2 separate regions of the Mus musculus genome follow, and region 2 is linked to region 1. A link is a contact called in public promoter capture Hi-C data. All regions are on one chromosome and are shown on one strand. The core of a region is the stretch at or near the end of the contact, and the rest is flanking DNA. Distances in the headings are between cores, read along the strand shown. Region 1 overlaps Usf3 (upstream transcription factor family member 3). Region 2 overlaps Cfap44 (cilia and flagella associated protein 44).

Region 1 (6,968 bases), core at 767-3,266:
CCATCATTTGGGTTTGATCAGGAATGTTGTCTGGAGTCCTGCTCATCAGGGGCATACTTTCAAGCCTGAGAGGGGCTGGCTGGCAGTGCTTCTGACGTTTGGCTGAATTTAGTAAAAGATCATCTTGCACAGTGCGCTTTGCAGAATCTTTACGACTTTCATGACTGGGCTTTGAAAGCGGTTCTTGAACCTGTGGGTTTGGTATGGCGCTAGTCATGCTGGTCAGCTGTTCCTGGGGATATTCTGTCATCAGAGGTGGCACAGGAGGCTGGCTGCCATAAGAACTGGATGAAACAGTCATATTAACCGTCACAGGATTAGAAGTTTGATCTGAGCTCTGCGATAGACCTGTGCAACTGACCAGAGGATGGCTGCTGATGCTATTCTGATGGGTGAGACTTGGTGGCTGAGGGGCTGACACCTGTATGGGGGCATTTGATCCTTTAATTCCCAGAGAACAGCTTGGTTTTTCAAGAGGCCTATCGACTGTCACTTCCACAGAATCCTGAGAGTTAAATTCACTTGGTGTTGGGTCAGCCTGTCCCGTGCATGTCTCCTTGTGGATCTGTGGTTTAAAGGGCTGGTCTCCCTCTAAAGAGGTTTCAGAAGGCTTTGGAGTAACCTCCTTCACATCAGCCTGTGTGCCAAGTCTTCCCTTCTCAATGCTCTCCTGGTCCAAGATGGCTCTTGCAGCAAGGGCCACAATGTCAGTTTGCTCTGCAAAGGTGCAGCCATCACACGTGTTAGATGTTGTACTGCTCGTCACATCTTCTCGAGCTGTTTCAGGAAGCATGGATGCAACGGAGAAACTACGACTACTGCCAGAGCTGGTTGACAGAGGAGAGTCAGCCTGTCTACTGGTGAGCAAAGACCCATGGAGAACCTCCTGATCAGGGAGGCAGGAGTGGGGCTGTGGCGGGTCTCTGTCATCGCTCATCAGTAGCAGTTCCTGCTTGGGAGGCAAATCAACATTAGAATCACCTATCTTAGAACTTTCTGGAGAAAAGTCAGGATGCTCCATCTGGACTGAGAGAGATGACCTCTGAAGGTCCTTTTCTTTAGCAAGATCCGACAGCAACATAGTTAGTCCTTGCCCTTTTAAAGACCCTGCTGTCTGCATGGTGTCCAATGAATCCTGCTGAACTGGGCAAGGTTCTGCCACAATTTCTACCTCAGAAATACAGTCAGTGCTTGAAGTGCTCGTAGTGGATGACAGACCAGAAACCTGAGAAACCAAACTCTGGGATTCGATAGGAGATGGAGTCAACACGTTGGCTGAAGTACAGGATTTCATATCATTGGACAACGCTACAGAACACGGTGGTGTACCCTGAGATGTCTCTTGTAAAATAGGAGTAGAATCTTTGGGTTTTGCTGGCGCCAATACAAGTTGTTCGTTTGTTTCAGATTCGTGGGAAGGTGAGCTACAGTCTTCTGTTGACTTAGATTGGGGACCAGAGTCAGGGGTTACTGATTCAGAATTCAGAACATCCAAAGAATGTGAAGCAGAAATACTAACATTCTTTGCCTGGGACACAGCAACAGACGATAGGCCAACAGGGAGGCTGTCCAGCAGTCCATCACTGCATGATGGCTCTGCTGAGCTGTTTATTCTGGGGCCATCTATCTTGCCCACATCTCTGACTGAATTCAGGGGACATGCTGGCTTGTTAGCTGTTAAGTGTTTCTTGGCACCTGGCTTCTTGCTCAGTCTTTTTGATTTCATGGTAGAGGGCAAACAAGTGACAGTGTTTGTTGAGGAAGCTGTTGCAAGACTGTAAGTAGTGGATGGTGTGGCTGAATTATCTACTGTTATGGTAGGTGCTACAGTTGTTGTTAGTGAAACGCAGTTGGCAGGGCTGGTTTGACTGTTTGCAGAAGTCTGAGGATTAGCAGAGTGGCTAATAGACAACTGTACACAGCTTTGCCCAGCCATCTGTGATATGCTTTGATTGAGGCTGGCCAAAGCCCCAAATGTATTCAGGGCAACATTGGTATTTGGATCTTCGCTGGTGGTGGGTTGAATAATTTGCATAGGGCTTTGATTTGTAGTTCCTGATGAGGACATCACAGGCTGCAAAGCAAAGAGCTGTCCGTTTAAAGAAATGGTTTGAGGCTGCTGTTGGTTTGACATGGTAACAGAAAAAGTCTGTGTTGAGTTAGATGTGGATAGAGAGGAAGGTCTTGGTAATATGTGGACAAGATGCTTTCCTCCAAAAGTCTGTGGGGCTGGCACATTTTGCACTGAATTATGAGACCCTATTATAGCACTGGCCCCATTGACAGGCAGTCGAACAGGACCAGGATGCGGAGCAGAGAGGAGTGGCAATGGGTTCTGATTAGCCGCCTGTATGATGACAATCTGTTGACCTACTGTTTGGTTGGAAACCTCTGCCCTCATCATTGTTGGGCATGGGGTTGTGCTTGGTGGCTGAAGAATGATGACATTTTGGTTAGCTGGAGCTGCAGTGACACCTGACCCAACTGGCTGAGCCATCTGAATCACTTGCATTGCTGAATTCAAAGGAAGGATATTTTTGGGAGGCTGAGACTTAACTTGTGGCTGGGCAATTAGTGGTTGCATAGGTAAGGGTGGACACGAAGGCAAAGTCACCACTACTTGCTCAACTGGCTGCCCATCTGTTGGAGGGGAATTATTTAGGGTGATAGCTGTAGCCACGTGCTTGTGGTTGTTTGGGGTAGGGCTGGTACCACACTCATTTAGTGCTGGAGTCGCAGCAGAAGATGGTGGCTGGCTTAAAGGCTGAATAGTGTTTCCGGCCAGATGCAGTGTAGTCCACGTTGTCTGTGTGTTTCCGGCTGAAGAGATTCGGGTAAGGCTGCTGATGTTTTTTAGTTCTGAAGCACTGACACTTGAAGAAGGCAGAGAACAAGAGAGAGTCCAACCACCCTCCAAAGGGTTTGCAGAGAGACTGCTCACTGGGAGGGTACTCTTCGCTACTGCAGCATGGGCTGGCACCACCACTGTGGCTGTACTTGGTGAGTCTACAGTCTTGCTACCACTCACTGGAGAAGAGCCACCTGTAGATCTGGGAGGCTGGGAGCACACTGTGGTGGTAACTGACACAAGGGTGTTTTGCGAATCTGCACTGGAGCCCTGCATTGCCGGGCTGGACTTGTTTTCATGGTGCACTTCGGGGGCAGCTGCTGAAGTACTGGAGGAGATGCCTGAGACACACGTGACTGTTTTCTTTGATGATTTGGGGCTCTCCTGTGCATTGTTATTTTCTGAAGCATTTTGATCATTTAGGCATGTATTCGAGGAACGATGTGGGTGAGGGTCAGGGCCAACTGAAACGGTGACCACTGAGCCACCAGTGGCACCCAGCCCACTTGATTGGCTTTCAGAAGTAGAAAGTTCGAGAATGTTTTGAGCAGAAATGGCAGCGGGAAGACAAAGGGGAACAGACTGGTTGGCAGCCAGCGCAGACACTGTAGTCTGATGCCACGGCTTGTTTTCAGAAGGGTAAACTCCAGAAATAGACACGGGAGTCACAAGCTTGCAGGTCCTCTGCACTGGCACCACATTGGCGGTCTGCTTTTGCAAGCCGTGACCAACATTAAAGGTTATTCCCTGAACAGCTGTCCCCTGGCTGTTTCCCCCAGGCTGGCTCCCGTTGGAATAAACGATGATGTTTTTCTGGACCTGGTCACTTGGAATAACAACAGACACCTTTGAGGTTTTCAGATTGCCTTTCCAGTGGATTGTGGGGTCATCATACAAGCATATGTCATTTGCTTTCAATAATTCAATATATCGGCCATTTTCTTTTTGGATTTCTTCTAGTTGTTTCCGTAGCTTTTTAATTTCTTCAGCTAAAATATTAGAAATAAAGATATAAAAATATAGGTGAATGTCAGTAATTATAACAACTTAAGCAAAACTATATGTGCTAAGCCACTGAATTCCAATCCTGGCCTTCAGATGCCTCAGCAGAACCAGGAGCTCTCTGCTGCTGTAAGGTTTTCTTCTTAGAGTGGCACCTCAAGCCCCCCCCCCCCCCAATTCCTTCTAAACTCTACACTTGTAAAGGCCAACCACTGAAAATCTCCTATGGCGTACAAGTCTCAATGTTCCGAATCAAAACCTTTCCAGTAACACAGCTAACAGGTAAAAACCAGGGAAGGCAGGCTAATTCCTGTGACATGCTTGTGATAAGCTAAAAGCCTCTTTGTTCAGGGTTCCAAGTACAGGCTTACCACCACTGACAGGCTCTGAATGACACAGAATGACACAGAATGCTGAGGTGTAACCCTGTGAGTTAGTTCTTAACTAGGCCTCAGCTCAAATCCACCAAGTTGTGGGACATTTTTCAAAGCAGTCTGATATACTAATAGTCCAAGGGTGGCCAGGACATGTTATAGATATCCTCACAGGGGGAACACTTGTGTTATTATCAAGGTTGATTGGTATAATTCTTAATTCTGCTGATGTTCCATCTGACTGACAAGACCAGGTTCAAACCATGCCAGACACTAGCATCCCTTTTGGCAAATGGCTTTGGAGCTGGACCTCTGAATTTTCATAGTTATAATTTTAGTGGTGATTATATTTGTCTCGGACTTTGTGTGCCCACTGTCTTATTTTTTTTCTCCTCTTGTTTACAGTCAATTCATCCTCAGATGGTCCTGCAGCAATCAAACTCCATATAGCTCAAAGTCAGCAGGAACATAAACTTTAAGTCGTTCTATACCCAATACAGCCCCAAGCAGTCAGACTATCCAGGTGCCAAACACCTAAAATGGCTTTCGGGTTTCCTCTCTTAAGGAGGTAATGTGAAGTAGGTAGGTAGAGATTAGCAGGCTTGGAGGTCATTTGGATGAGCCCCCCTCATAACCAGCAGGTTTTAAACAAAGACCACAACTGCAGGGCTCTGATATTTGGTCAAAGGGATGGATAGCATATCTGTAGCCCTAGATGAGGATGTCACATTCTGAACTAACTGTAAGATCACTATTATAATAGTGTCTCTGTGTGTGTCTGTATAACCTTGTAAGATTACTATCTGGCTAGAAGTTTTTTGATGAAGAATAAGAGAATAACACTGTCCCCCTCATTAGGAGTCTATCAAAATGGCCATATTAATATGTTCTGGACAGGGGTTATGTTCTGAAGGGAAAGTTGTCTTTTCTATCGACTTTAGTATAAAGCATGCTTCCAATACAGATTGGGACAGTGGTCTCCTTGACCACTGTCTGCCTTCAGCCTTTGACTGTGTTCTACAGGAATGGTTCCTTTGGCTACTGTCGATCCTTGAGAAGGTACTGTCCTCTACTATATATTAAATGAAACAAACTATCTTCTACCAAAAGAACAACAGCAAACAATACAGGGATCAGGGAGTGGATAGAAAATATGCACAGAAAGAACCCCAGAGCCTGTGATCCCAACAGAGATGACATGAGAGCCACTGAAGCTGTTCCATGCTCTGCCCCACCCTGACCTGGCTGCTAGGCCTTTTCTGAGCTGCATGTGCCGGGTAGTTTGTCATTAGCTTCCCTTTTCACTAAGGTAACTTGCTTGGCCTAACCTTGAGTTCTCAAGCAAAGGAACTTTCATTGGAAGTCTAAAGATGATTCTAGCCTCAAAGTATCTTGTGGAGTACTTCACAATGTTGCAAATACCATTATATCTAGCTGTCTGATGGAAGCACCCACAAGGGTAGTCTGCATCATTAAAAGAGAGCTGCCATAGGAAAGCAGCTTTTTAACTGAGTGTAGGGAAGAGTTCTGAATGCCGCCCTCCTGGAAGGGTTTCCAATACTATTCTTGCCCAGTGCAAGCAGTGTAGCACAGCACTGTCCAAATTAGTAAAATATTGTTCCTTTTAAGGTGGTCTACTCTTCCTTTTAAGGTTTGTCACATGAAACCCTCTGTTCTTTTCAGAGCCATAATAAAGGCCACCCAACCGGCCTCCCACCCTGAGCTTTACACTGGCTGGAAGCATTTCCTTTCAGCTTCTCACCAACGCTGGTGGAAAACTCACAACCCACAGCACAGAAAGATACACCTAAAAATCAAGTATTTTAAATGACCTGGCAGCTCAATATACACTTTATAGTAATGCAACCAATTATGATGTGAATACTTGATCTTCTGAGTCAATGCATTGTTAAAACCTGGCCCAGATCTATCCTCTAATGTTGTTTATAAGTCACCATGAACACAGCTCCTCTGTGAGTCATCTTCTGAGAGCCTCCTAACTGCAAGATCCAAGTGGAGCAGCGGAGATTTAACACCATTAGGTCCATGACTTAGACCAACATGAAATACCCAGAAGTAATCAACACTGAAGTTACGTGTTTGTACAAGATTAAAATTAACCACAGAGGAAGGAGAGGCGTTCAGCTACAATGATCTCATTTGCAATGCTTTCTCCTGCGGTGCTTGAAGGCAAGCCTATTCTGAGTTGAGGGTTGGGGGAGCTTTCCATGTCCTCAATGCATGTCACTGCAACACAAACAGGAGACAGCAAGACTCGGCCAAGTCTCCACCTTGTTCGCTGCTCCCTCCGTTGAGCAGGAGTTCATCGTTCTGCCGCTTCAGCTCCGTTATGTACTTAAAGGCTTGGTCCAGGATCATGTTCTTGCTCTGCAACAGAAAAGTAACAATTTCAGCATTTCAATAAAAGGTAACACCTGTAAGAAGACTTGTAAAATGTGATAGCTTTATTACATGTGATACGCAACTTTTAAAAATACAAATTAGATACTAAGTTCAAAATCTACTGTTCATATATCTATTAAGCAACTAACCGTTTGCTATGTGTCAGACTCAGTTCTAGGATCTAGGAATATAGGCAAAAGCATGAAGAACTGACTTCAATTTGCTGAAGATAAATTTTAAAAGCAATGTATAGTATCATGCACTTATAATTCCAGCTCTGGGAAGGTGGAGACAGCTAGCCTAATCCAATAGGTGAGCCTCAAGCTAGTGAAAGATCCTAT
Region 2 (6,466 bases), core at 2,599-5,098, 190 kb before region 1:
GCTAAGTTTGCAATTTTCAATCTTTAGAAAATGCCCAGCCACAGGCACTGTGATAGGATGTGCGCCCACTGTTTATCTGGTGCTAATATGGGTTTTCATTTTCTAAAGTTCCTATGCCAATACCTGAAGCACCAGAAAAAGAACTCCCTTCAGAATATTTCCATTAATTTTGACAAGAATGCAAATATTCACCGCATGAGAAGCGTCATTTAAAATAAACTGATCTTGAAAATAAGTAACCATAGCCCCCCTTAAAAACACCGTATAAGACAAAACCACCTAGGTGATCCGCAAGCCTTAGATGGAGCGGTGTGGCCTTACCCTAACGCTGCCATCCGAACCGGCGGTGATCACTTCTCCCTCATCCAGCATTATCTGGTTAATGGAACCGCTGTGACAAGACTTCATGCCAGTCCGACAGAGTTCCACCTTGATGAGGCTGCCTTCCCAAAGCAGCAGGTTGCCCCATTCTGACCCTGAGAGAACCTGGCAGGTGGGAAGAAAGAAATGTGCATAAAGATTAAATACCCCAAACATATGAGAGTTAGCTTCTAGATTCTTTTTTCTTGACTGTGAAAATCATAGCTTGGGTATAGAAGGAAAGAAAATGGGGAAATAAAAACCCACCGCCACAGATACAACCTCCAAATATACTTTTAGCACAATGCTGCCTAACACCCCACAACTGGGCAGTGTGTTAGTGGTAATTTCCTTATGAATGCTGGTAGTAGATTTCTTTCTTTTTTTTTTTTTCCATACATCTCTTAAGGGTGGGACTCGGGAGTTGAATGACTGGATCAAAACTGGGCATTAAAATCTTCCAAAGATGAGATTTCATTTCTACATATAGAGCTGTCTGCTAAATTGTAAGACCACTACTAAGTTGAGCAGATTACAGCTCAAGTTTCAAACAAGGAAAGTATTTGGGACTGCCCCCAAATTAATGTCTAATTCAACAGTTTCCAAAGTGTATGCCATCAAACACTGGCTCTTATGGTCCTTAATGAGTGCTATAATAAGTAATATTTATGGTGTATGCCTGAATACTTAACATACATTGGTATTTAACGCCCAAAGCCATGTGGGCTAGGCACTCCACTCAGCAACACCATGTGCAGTTGTGCCTGCAGGTGCTCTGTTTTCCCTAACTCCAGCTTTGTTCTCACTCAAAGAAAACCAACCGTTAAATAACCCAAGTTAAGTACCCCCAAGTTCCCCAGAGGAGCCAAGATGCTGGATTCAGTGTTGTTACTCAAAACTCCCTGCTCTGACTACACTGTCTCAGAAGCAGGAGACCAAAGAAGCTGGCAAGCATACTTCTTCTTTCTGAAATCCCTGGGCATCTTTGACTAAGAAAGTCTTATTTCCACAGACCTTCCTCAGTGTGGACTGATCTACAGTGGGAAACTCTGTCCTTCTCATCGGCAAGAACTGATGATTTTCGCTCAGTCTTAACCTTGCTTGCCTATGTGACCTGCTATTGGGCCTCAGCTGACTTTAGCAGAGTCTTCAACTTGATTTTTTTTATACAAGTGTTTTCACTGATGAATACTAATTGTGCACATGTATGAGGTGCAGTGTGATAAGTTGATACATGTATACGATGTATGATGGATAATCAGGGTTGTTAGCATCTCCATCCATCATGTTTGTGCTGGGAAGCTTTGAACGCCTCTCTCCAGTTCCTCACTACATATTCAAGACACGGTTGTGAACCAGACACCCACCGTGCTGGAAAACATTAGAACTTAGTTCTTCCGTGGAGGCCAGAGGTGAACATCAGCATCTTCCTTCACAGCCTTATTATTACTGTTGTGATTTTGTCAAGAGTCCCTCACTGGACCCGATGCTCGCTAATTCTGCTAGACTGGTTAGCCCAGACTTCTTTTTATTTTCTCCTATACACCATACTTTCAATTGAAACTATGCCATCACTTTAATGCCCAGATAATTTGGTTTCTTAAAGTGATATTTGTGTGCTGGAATTTTCTTATAAGAGACGTGATAACAAGTAACACAGTATAGCTTATTCTATCTAATAGGAGACCCAGTAAGATAGCACAGGGGAACGGATCCCAGTTCACCATCATTTTAGGCAAAAAAAAAAAAAAAAAAAACAAAGAAGCAAACAAACATAAAATCTGTAAGAGCAAGAGAAAAGTGGACTAATAATGTCAGTAAATCAACTGACAAATTATTCTACAGTGTTGACATACAGCTAGGAAATGTCCTCATCTTCCCATGACATCCTGACACCGAATCAAGGCGCAAGCATGATTGAAGCCGTGCCTATGTGAGTCCCTTGGAACATCATGACACAAAAGGGAAAGATCAATCATTATAACTTCATGACATCACCAACATGTCACTGTGTTAATGGAGGAGCAAAACCAGAAAATGGTTTATACATATGAATTATGAAAACTTTAGGGAAATGTTTTCCTTTCAACTGATAGTCTGTAAAAGGAAAATGAGGTGTTCAGGACACTCAGAATTACAGTAGCTGTTCTCATGGACAGTCCTTGAACACATGGTTGACTTCAAGTAGGCCTGCTTCCATCTGCTCACAGTCCGGGTGACTGAAGAACCGCAGGCGTGCTCGCTCACCTTCCCGTCGGGAAGCTCTGCATAGCCCTCTATGTCACTGGTAGATGTTTTGCCAAATCGCCCCAGTGATCCTTGCAGCTTGAGACCAGTGAATGTAAAAGCCATCTCCCAGAACCTGCAAACAAGAGAGAAAGAGGTCAGAGATGCTGATCAGTGCGGTGTCTTTTTATGTCCATCAGCCGTGGATATGCGGATATGTGCATGTGAAGTAATTTCAATCGGTTCATCTTGACACATAGTGTCTACTAATCCCTGTTAGGTAGCACAGATTCAACACTGGGGTGGGGGGGTCCACTGTCTTTGTGAGACCTGGATTTTGAGTTATGCTGTCTGCTGCAGCAGTTACCAGCCATAAGTGAAATTTTCAATTGGATTGAAAGTAACTGATGTTACATACAAGTAACAAGTAAGAAAGGTAACAGAGGGTCAGGAGTAGACAAGGATCATCAGGAGTGGTTGTGAGGATTCTCGTGCCACGGTTAAGACTTAAGAAACATAAGAAACTCCACCGTGGTCTGAAAGCTGACCATGGCTTTGTAAATGCCAACAGTGAGTTACTGAGATGCTATGAGAACTACTTTCAGTGGAGACTATGAGAAGGCGAACTGCTGGTTAACTTGAAAAACAACCCATGCAGAGCTGGAGAGGTGGCTCAGCAGTTAGCAGCACTCTCTGCTCTTTCTAGAAGATCTGGGTTTGGGTCCCAGCACACACACACACACACACACACACACACACGGCACCTTACAGCCATCTGTAACCCCAGTTCCAGGAGTTTCAAAGTCCTCTTCGTCTTCCACAGATACAACGTGCTTGTATTACACATGTATGCATACAGACAAAACATTCATAAACATAAAATAAGAATAAGTATTTTTAAAAACTTTCTGAAATCTCCCTAATTTTGAAAAAAAAATTCAATTTAATGATAGTAAAAATTATCTTTATATCTTTGGTCCTTTTAGAAATGTCCCTTAAAATATCTGCTAGTTTCTTTGTTGGGTACCAGACTTACTTGATGTGGCCGGATCCTGAGGTAGTTAATTGCTCATCATTATCAGGATTGAAAGTGACCTTAAAGACGTCCTGAGAAAACGCTTTCGTTCTCAGTATGGGCTGCTCTTCCTTCCAGCCCCAGATGGTTATTGTGTAATCAGGATGACAGCCAACAGAGGCCAGCAAGTTCCCCTCGTTGTTAAAGTCCACATAAGCATAGGCTTTTTCTGCCCCATCTGTAAGGATGAATGGGAGGCTGATAAACAGGCTAGAAGCTCAGCCCAGCGGGACACACCTGTCACACCAGCACTGGAGGTGTTGGAAAAGAAGATCAAGCCCAGCCAATGCTGCAAATCTTATGTCCCAAAAGGACAACAGAGAGGGAAAATGGTGGCGGGGGAGGGGGAGGGGGGAGGGGGAGAGGAAGGAGAAAGAAGAGGAGGAAGAGGAGGAGGAAGAGGAGGAGAGTGATCTGTGTTAATGTTAAAATGCCAAGAATCTAAGAGAGGGCTGGGGAGACAGTCTGTCCAACAGGTAACACAGCCAGTGTACAAGCACTGAGGTTCAGGTGTTGTGCTAATGGTATAGGGTGGGAGGAGGCACAGAGACAGGCCAATCCCAAGGGCTTCTTGGCCAACCAGAGTAGCTAAAATGGCAAGCGCCAGCTGTAGTGAAAGGCTCTACATCATATAATAAGGTGGAGAGCCATAGAAGGAATGCTCGACATCAAGCCCTGGCCTCCACAAATACCATGCACAGGCAAGCGCCCCTCACACATATTACATGGGCAGGGGTGTGCGTACATGGCATACATACGTAAATCTTCCAACAGAGCATAGATAGAAAAATCTCCCAAAAGAGTAATCCTAAAAATCTTTCATCACTCTTGGCTTTAAAATAGCTTATACGATTAGAAATCAAAATTGCGTTTTCCCACAGAAGAACATGCTGCATGTATTCCATCTTGTGGAAGAAAGGGAGCCACACTCAGAGAGCAGACAAGGTCTGCAACTTTAAATTTGTCACTGAAAATTTCCCAGAGGGGAAAAAAAAACTGGACTCCCCAAATCAGTTACCCAGACAGCAGAACTGTAAGACAATGGAGATGGCTAATGTTACCCACCACCCTCACCCTCACTAGTTTCTAACACCCAGTTATTCAAACTAAACAGCAGGGAAGTTTTTGTGAAGTATTGGCCAACATGACTGATAGTTCTGATCTTTAAGGATTGTATCCTTGAGAGTCTAGGCAGGCTTTATCCAATCAGCTGCAAGGTCTTAGAATTAAAACTGAAGATTCCCTAAAGAGATAACGCTGCCTGGAGAATGCCCACGGACCCTTTCTTTGCAATCTCCAGCCTGTGGGGCGACCCACAGTTTTAAACTTCCTAACCTAGGCAACTGTAAGCCAAGTTCATGAAATAAATTTCCTTTCTACATCTTACTTTTGTTCCTCTGCTGAATCTTGGTTAATTCTGTAATCTTGGTCACCTTCAGGATGTTAGCCTTGAACATGGCCTACTCCAGACATCTCGATGGACTTACCTCTCAAGATCCTGTAGGGCTTCAGAGAAGGGTACTCGTAGATGATAATCTTTGGGAAACTTCCTTTTTCGGCAACTGCGAAGTAAGTTTTCTTTGGATGGACCTAGAAAAACAGAGTCTCACTAAAATATTCAATGGAAAATTTCACTTAGATATTCTTATCCATGCAGTAGTGACTGTTACTGTGTAATTGGCTACTACACTGCACTTCAATCTAAATTTTTTAAAAATGTGCATATGATAAATACTTAATGATGGGTATGATTTGAACTAAAAATTAAAAGAAATTTTTAAAAATTAAGGCTTAGCTTTAATCTTATGAGTATTAAATTTGTAGTGATAATGAAGGCTTTACTCTTTGGTGTGTGTCAGAATTGCTTCATAGGTTCATCCAAACACAGATCTTAAGCCCTAAACCTAGTGTTTCTTAATTCACATTTACATTTTTAACAAGTGCTATGCCTCTGCTGGCCTGGATGGTTATGTAAGAACAGCTAAGTAGGACAGAATGCCAGTCGTACTTACAGTGTAAGTCGCTCTAAATGGTAGAAACATTCACAAAATGTGTGTTTCCATTCATTTTCTCCCTGAAAGACTGGGTTACTTATGACAGACAGAATTTATTTGCCTAGCTGTCCTGAAGAGTTGGAAATCCAGAACTGTGGAACAGCATCTGTCAAGGGTTTTTGTGAGCACCATCCCATGAGAGGAGCTGACAGGCTGACCTCCTGCTGAAGCTGCCTTCTATCCTGTGGTGACACATCCTTTGGAAAATATCTCTTTCTTTCTAAAAGACTGAAACTGGACCTCACAGCCTAGTTAATAATATAGGTTAAGATCACTTAAGACAGATATTCTCCTGGGTCGTCGGTGCATTTGTTTAACCTGACTTTAAGATACTAATTCAACAACTAATCTTACAGCCTTGGATTTCCTACATTATCAGTCTTTATAACTACACTGATGCACAGCTGTAATCATGATTTATGTACAGAGTAGTGAGATAGATAGATGAATGGATGAATGGATAGATGATAGATAGATAGATAGATAGATAGATAGATAGATAGATAGATACATACATACATACATACATACATACATACATATATACATGCATAGATAGATACATAAATACATAGATACAGAGAGAGAGATGCATGCATGCATACATACATACATATATACAGAGATACAGAGATACATACATACATACATACATACATTCATACATACATAATTTCCCCTCTGTTCAAGAAGCTAAGGCGGGAGGATCCCAGGTTTAAAGCCAGCCTGGCCTCTGTACTGACTTTAAAGC

The links. Capture Hi-C pulls out chosen DNA fragments and counts their contacts.
Region 2: a promoter capture Hi-C map of pancreatic islet shows a contact between it and region 1. The contact joins two enhancer-like sites. A contact is called at or near these places in 4 of 39 promoter capture datasets (the C10 cell line, cranial neural crest, hematopoietic stem and progenitor cells and 1 more) and 3 of 9 other capture datasets (adipose tissue, macrophages and pancreatic islet).

The regions. Positions count from the first base shown.
Region 1 is chr16:44,212,284-44,219,251 of GRCm38.p6, reverse strand. Usf3 (upstream transcription factor family member 3) reads right to left here. Exons shown (of 8, transcript NM_001029889.2): 7 at 6,516-6,612; 8 at 1-3,837. Among named protein-coding and RNA genes, the nearest start is that of Usf3, 42 kb to the right of the region's middle. Within about 2 kb of position 2,016, at least 11 of the 459 cell types and tissues checked have an H3K27ac peak or open chromatin away from gene starts, as enhancers often do. A contact at or near this core is called in pancreatic islet, where this site is marked.
Region 2 is chr16:44,407,668-44,414,133 of GRCm38.p6, reverse strand. It overlaps Cfap44 (cilia and flagella associated protein 44), which reads right to left. Exons shown (of 35, transcript NM_001033247.1): 6 at 5,149-5,251; 7 at 3,623-3,839; 8 at 2,608-2,722; 9 at 322-486. Among named protein-coding and RNA genes, the nearest start is that of Cfap44, 16 kb to the right of the region's middle. Within about 2 kb of position 3,848, at least 3 of the 459 cell types and tissues checked have an H3K27ac peak or open chromatin away from gene starts, as enhancers often do. A contact at or near this core is called in pancreatic islet, where this site is marked.